Linked DNA regions of Zea mays: region 2 is linked to region 1. The links are chromatin contacts, called in public Hi-C maps. All regions are on one chromosome and are shown on one strand. The core of a region is the stretch at or near the end of the contact, and the rest is flanking DNA. Distances in the headings are between cores, read along the strand shown.

Evidence for each region. A called contact is a pair of places that touch in the nucleus more often than the background predicts.
Region 2: a contact with region 1 is called in a Hi-C map of ear, with 2.4 times the contacts expected there. The contact joins the promoter of LOC103650881 here to the enhancer-like site in region 1. A contact is called at or near these places in 11 of 25 Hi-C or Micro-C datasets (bundle sheath, ear, endosperm and 4 more) and 1 of 3 datasets of contacts at active chromatin or transcription factors (leaf).

What each region holds. Positions count from the first base shown.
Region 1 is chr3:171,135,102-171,138,147 of Zm-B73-REFERENCE-NAM-5.0, reverse strand. No RefSeq gene overlaps it. Among protein-coding and RNA genes, the nearest start is that of LOC100284495, 15 kb to the right of the region's middle. Within about 2 kb of position 1,622, at least 20 of the 20 cell types and tissues checked have an H3K27ac peak or open chromatin away from gene starts, as enhancers often do. A contact at or near this core is called in bundle sheath, ear, endosperm and 3 more, where this site is marked.
Region 2 is chr3:171,286,695-171,289,740 of Zm-B73-REFERENCE-NAM-5.0, reverse strand. LOC103650881 (phospholipase A1 EG1, chloroplastic/mitochondrial) reads left to right here and starts at 1,586. Exons shown (of 1, transcript XM_008676472.3): 1 at 1,586-3,046. The coding sequence starts at 1,667. The coding sequence ends at 3,028.

The DNA of each region.
Region 1 (3,046 bases), core at 373-2,872:
TCTTATCAATTAAATATCTGGTCTATGGACAATACATTCACTTTGATATTAAATTTATTTATTATAGGTATTTTTTGTAGAGAGGGTCCACAACACTGGTTTACTTCTGGGAGACAATGGGATCTAAATTTTATACGATAAGATTTAAGGATAGAATCGGATTAGGATCGGACCATATTTCTATTTATTTTTTAAACTAAAATTTATTTAGTTCACTACCATTTTGTGAAGAAGCATTTGAATCGTAATCCATTACCACCTTTAAATTTACTTTGCTTAACGATTGATTGCATTGCGGATACAACCTCGTCCTTCCCAACTAATACCATAAAATACGATTGTGTACGGTCGACGAGTAATATAATAGTAGTAGCTGTAAAGTCTAATAAAAGTTCGAGATCGTTGGCCAAGATGATCTGTAATAATCTGTTTGACTATACGGCACGAACGCACGCACGTACGTACGTCGTCCCTGTGTCTTAGCTCACTTTCTTGCTGACATCACATGTCTTCCTTCACTCAAAGTAACTGAAAGCAAACTAGGCACGTTATCGTTTACCGTTTTCTGCAACTTCTTGGTTCCAAAGCTGACGAAACTTCTCTATCGTCAACAAAAGGTTCATGCTCACGAAATTTACGCAGCCGCTTAATTTGTGACTTGCGCCTGGAGTGTCGCCACCACACACATACGGCCCAGCCCAGACCCAAATACGCGCGAGGGTCTACAAGAGAAAGGGTCCAATTCCCTTTCGTTTCCAGATTCCGATAGATTGTATTGTATTGTAGGCCTTCCTCTCCCTCTCTATCTACGCAGTCCGGGTCCGCTCTCTGCCTCTCTCTCTCTCTCTCTCTCTCTCTCTCTCTCTCTCTCTCTCTCTCTGAATAAATGGTAAGGATCTCTGAATAAACCATAAAACGCCTTTTAACTACTGGCCGAAAGCAACATACATCAACAGATTTTTGGAAATACAGAATCGTACAGAAGTCTCAACAAGAAGGCATGACAATCGATTGTCAGCTCCCGGAGCCGACCACGACCACGCTGCGTATATATATACAAACCCTAACCAGACACCATCCATCTGAGATCGAGCTGCTAGTTGACTCCCCCCCCCCACCCCCCCCCCCCCCCCCCCCCCCCAAAAAAAACAATTTTATACTCCTTGCTTTTCCAACGTACGGAAGAGCTAGACGACTTTGATAGAGCTAGTTGACTCTCTCCCCCCAAAAAAGCAATTTTTATATTCCTTGCTTTTCCATCGGAGGAGCCAGACGACTTTGAGCAAAGGCTACGCTTCGAGCGACTTGTTGTATGTTCCGAACTCGGCGCGGGCGCACCTTGACTCTTGACTTGCTCGTGCAGCTCATGGCCTAGGTGTCAGCAGAATATACCTGATAAAATCAGGTAGCAACTTTTAATACTGAAATTTCTAGCTGCTGGAAGTACCCTATCAGAACTTTTTAGGTTAACTCAAATACCCAGCCCTGCTGGCCCGTGAGCTGCCAGGTGCAGCAGATGCACACGCGGCGAGCGCCGCCACTTGGTCTTGGCCTCCGGTCAGGAATCCGGAGCGCCTCCGACCCTCCGTGCCGCGCGCGCCGGCATCACGTGCACGAGCTCTGCCCGCGCGCCCCCTTCCAGCTACAAGCGTGCGCATCCGGCAACTTGCCAACTTGCCCGGCCCGGCAGGTTGCAAGTCCGCAGCGCATCACATCGAACACCTGCAGTTGCACTGCAGCTGGTCTTCGTGCCAATCAGGCAATCACCCCCATTTGGGGACGCTAAAAAACACCTTTTTACAGTTGCCAGCATCGCGATCAAGGCCGTTGGAAACCGGAACGCGCCAGCCGCCGGTTTGGCTGCTCCAACGGCCTACGTACGTGGTTTTCCCTGACTGTTTCAAGTTCATTTTTAACCAACCCGCAACAGTAGACTGAAACAAAGTTATCGAATATTTATCGACCGCTAGTTTATTTTTAACTAAACCACGATAAATAAAAAAAAATAAAAGAGAAAATACCATTTAGGACATGTTTGGTAATACGGTTTTAAAATACTATAGTTTACAAATACCATAATTTATAATGGTACATGACACAAATACTACAGTATTGTCTTACTACAGTAAAACCACAGTATTGCTGAAAACCAAGATGTGTTTGGTTCCATTAGAAAAAACAAAGTATTCATGGAAAGAACAAAAGAAAACCAAGGTCATTAGTGGAGTTTCCAAAACTCCAAAAGAATACCACAGTTTTGGGTAAACCATCATATTTGAAACAGTGTTTTACATGTACCAACCAAACACATTTTGGCCATCAATACCACGGTATCATTGAATACCATAGTATAATCTCAAAACTGCAAAAAATACTAAGCTTCAAACAGAGCCTTATTTGTACACATCGAGTAAAGAATAGGACCCATGCTCGAATTTGCACATTAGTCAACATAGTATTGCTAGAAGTTAGAGACCACACAGGTCTGGGTGCATAACCTGTTCATAACATAAACCCTAAATAATATGTCTTATGACTTCCGACCCCCGCAAAACGGTCTCACTCGTGTTTCTATCTTGATCGACCCCTGAGAGCCAAGGGTAGGACAGGTTGACCATGGGTATCCGTCTCATCCGACCTCTAATTGTCTGAGGTGTCAGGGTACAAAACTATGCCCTAAAAAGACTACTTCGCCCGACCTAGGTCGGGAGCTGTGCCCGACCCCTCAGAAATCATAACTCTTGGGATCATACCGATGACTATCCAGGAAAGGTACGAAAGAGTCGAACTCTGACGTAGGTGTGTAGTTCGAATGACAACATGAGAGTTGATATGTCAGCATACATGCTTTGACGTCGAGGATAGTCCGAATGGTCATTCTAGGAAATTCACTAGCATGCATGCATCATATGGACTAAAGCTGACCATGGCTATGACCACTCTGTGGCCCGAAGGGTAACTAAGGACATGTTGTAGGACAAGAGGTATATCGGCGTGGCATGTGTGGCTGCACTAACATGATGAAGCCAAAGGGGCCTTTTGATCA
Region 2 (3,046 bases), core at 337-2,836, 150 kb before region 1:
GCCCGGATCGTGGATGGATGGCCGACGCCGATCGACCTGCTTTCCAACCAGCAGCAACGTTAATGGCCGATTGGTCAGCTTTCAGATTGGCACTAAACTTTTCGGCATAATTACCCTGCCCCTAACTTGTTGGAGCGCTGACGCTGTGTGGTTGTACTACTACGACACTAGTGGCGTCGATGGTACCTACCCTTCAATTCAAGGTACCACAAAACAGGACAGATCGAGCAGGGCAGGCAGGCAGCGCTACAGATCAAAACACACACACACACAGAAAAAATGCAATCTTAAAGCAACAGAACATCGATCTTGAAGCAGCACAATAGTCTGCACAGAAGTGACTCGGTGTTTAGCATTGTTTTTTAAGATTGATGAGGTGAAGACAATCTCAGGAATTCGAAGTAGGCTGCAGAAGTTTTATTTTATTTTATTTTTTTTCATCTGAGCAAAAGGGTGGGAGGCTGGAGTGCATTACATTCCCGATGGCGAGTGGCGGTTGCGGTCGTTTTCAGCTGAAAGCGTTGAGGCAGCTAGCCCGTCTCTGTTACAGTCACGCTCTTTCTGAAACGGACGTGTCGCTGTTAATTTTTTTTTCTTCTTCTTATTCCTGAAACGCACTCCCGATTGTCTGCCCACGTCCAGGCTGGTTTGTTGTCACTGCAAACCAGGCTGTCTGACGGCTATAGATTCTGAACGTCCCTGAGTGACCGTCACCAAACCAAACGAAGCATCACCTGCTCCTAGGACTCCCTTCGTCCTTGGTGATTCAAAAAAGTTGCCTTCTGACGCTGGGGACTGTTCTGTCATGTTAAAGAAGGCCGTCCTCCTCGTAGGAAGGGAACACTCAAATAACCAATCGAGTGCAGCAGCTGACACACAGCAGGCCTATCCTAGTACATTTCTCCAATCCTGCTCTGCCTCTGCTTGGGGTTCAGCACGACAGGATCCAGCAATCCTGAGATTCCATCACCTCCGGGTCTGTGGTGTGGGTGTGGCCCCCTAGTCTAGTCCAGACCTGTGATGATTGATGATCGACCATGCATCCCCGGCCGCGGAGGAGGATCTCCAATCTCAGCTCACGACCAACCCCCAACCAAACCCCTCCAAAAAGGATGCCAGAGTTTAGCCCCTGCAATTCACCTCATTCGTCTCATGGTCAATCACTTGCCAAACTACCACTTTTCTTTACCCTGCAACACACTTTCCAGGAATCCAAATCCCACTAGATTACTCCTCCTAATCGCAATTAGCCCCTTCCTTTTTGCATATCCATCCAATCGCAATTATGCCAGGACAGGAGGCAGGTCGCCGTGCGTGTTGCCGGTGCCGGTGCCGGTGCCCCCACCAAGTTATTGACAAAAGCGCGCGCGCGTCTGGGTGTGGCCGTGGCCGCGGCCGCGGCCGCTGCAAGTCTCTCCTTCCCCTGTAGCACACTAGCACTGTGGACGGGACGACGGGGTGGATATGGAGGGATTGGCCGATTGGGACATGCGTGCAAGCCTCCGCAAGTGAATTCCACGCGCTCTCATCTTTATAAAACCCGCCTCCCTCCCGCGCGCCTAGCTCCATGCAACGCTCTCCCTCCTCATCCTTCCACCTCTCGTCGCCGTCTATGGTCTTCGTGTTCCCACCGCCAACGACACCAGCGCGCCTAGGTTGCTAGCTCATGGCCTTGCCAGCCACCACAAAGGCAGCATCGGCAATGGCGTCCATCCACCAGCAATGCGGGGCCGCGACGGGCCCGCGCGCGCGGCGGCGAGTCCAGTGCCGCGGCGCGGCCAACAGCGTGGCTGCCGTCGCCGCGGCGCGCGCACCGGTGGAGGCAGCGCCGCCACGGCACGCGGCGCGGAGGAGCACGTCCACGGCGACCGTGGCGGGCATGTGGCGGCAGCTGCAGGGGTGCGACGACTGGCAGGGGCTGCTCGAGCCGGCGGCGGTGCACCCGCTGCTGCGCGCCGAGGTGGCGCGCTACGGCGAGCTGGTGGACGCGTGCTACAAGGCCTTCGACCTGGACCCGGCGTCGCGCCGGCACCTCAACTGCAAGTACGGCCGCGAGCGGATGCTGGAGGAGGTGGGCATGGCCGGCGCCGGCTACGAGATCACGCGCTACATCTACGCGGCGGCGGACGTGACGGTGCCCACCATGGAGCCGTCCACCAGCGGGCGCGGCCGCTGGATCGGCTACGTGGCCGTGTCCACGGACGAGATGACGGGGCGGCTGGGCAGGCGCGACGTCCTGGTCTCGTTCCGCGGCACGGTGACGCCCGCCGAGTGGATGGCCAATCTGATGAGCTCGCTGGAGCCGGCGCGCCTGGACCCCTGCGACCCGCGCCCGGACGTCAAGGTGGAGTCGGGATTCCTCAGCCTCTACACCTCCGTCGACAAGACGTGCCGCTTCGGCGGCGCGGGGAGCTGCCGGGAGCAGCTCCTGCGCGAGGTGTCGCGCCTCGTCGGCTCGTGCGCCAAGGCACGGCCCGGCGAGGACGTCAGCGTCACCCTGGCGGGGCACAGCATGGGGAGCGCGCTGGCGCTGCTCTTCGCGTACGACCTCGTGGAGCTGGGCCTCAACCGCGGCGCGCCCGTCACCGTCTTCTCCTTCGGCGGGCCCCGCGTCGGGAACGCCGCCTTCAAGGCCCGGTGCGACGAGCTGGGCGTCAAGGCGCTGCGCGTGGCCAACGTCCACGACCCCATCACCAAGCTCCCGGGCATCTTCCTCAACGAGGCCACCGCGCGGGTGCAGGCGCTCCGCCCGTGGCGCGACTCCTGCTACACCCACGTCGGCGTGGAGCTGCCCCTGGACTTCTTCAGGATGGGCGACCTGGCCAGCGTCCACGACCTGGGCACGTACGTCGCATTGCTCAAGAGCGGCGGCGGCGGCGACAAGCCAGCCGCGGCCACTCGACGCAGCGACGGCGGCGTGCTGGCGAAGGTGGTGGAGTTCGTGGGGCGGCGACGCGCGGGCGCCTTGCCATGGCAGGACGCGGCCCTGCAGATGGGCGGCCTGGTGCAGACCCTGGGGCTCATCTGAGTCTGTCTGACCTCAGCA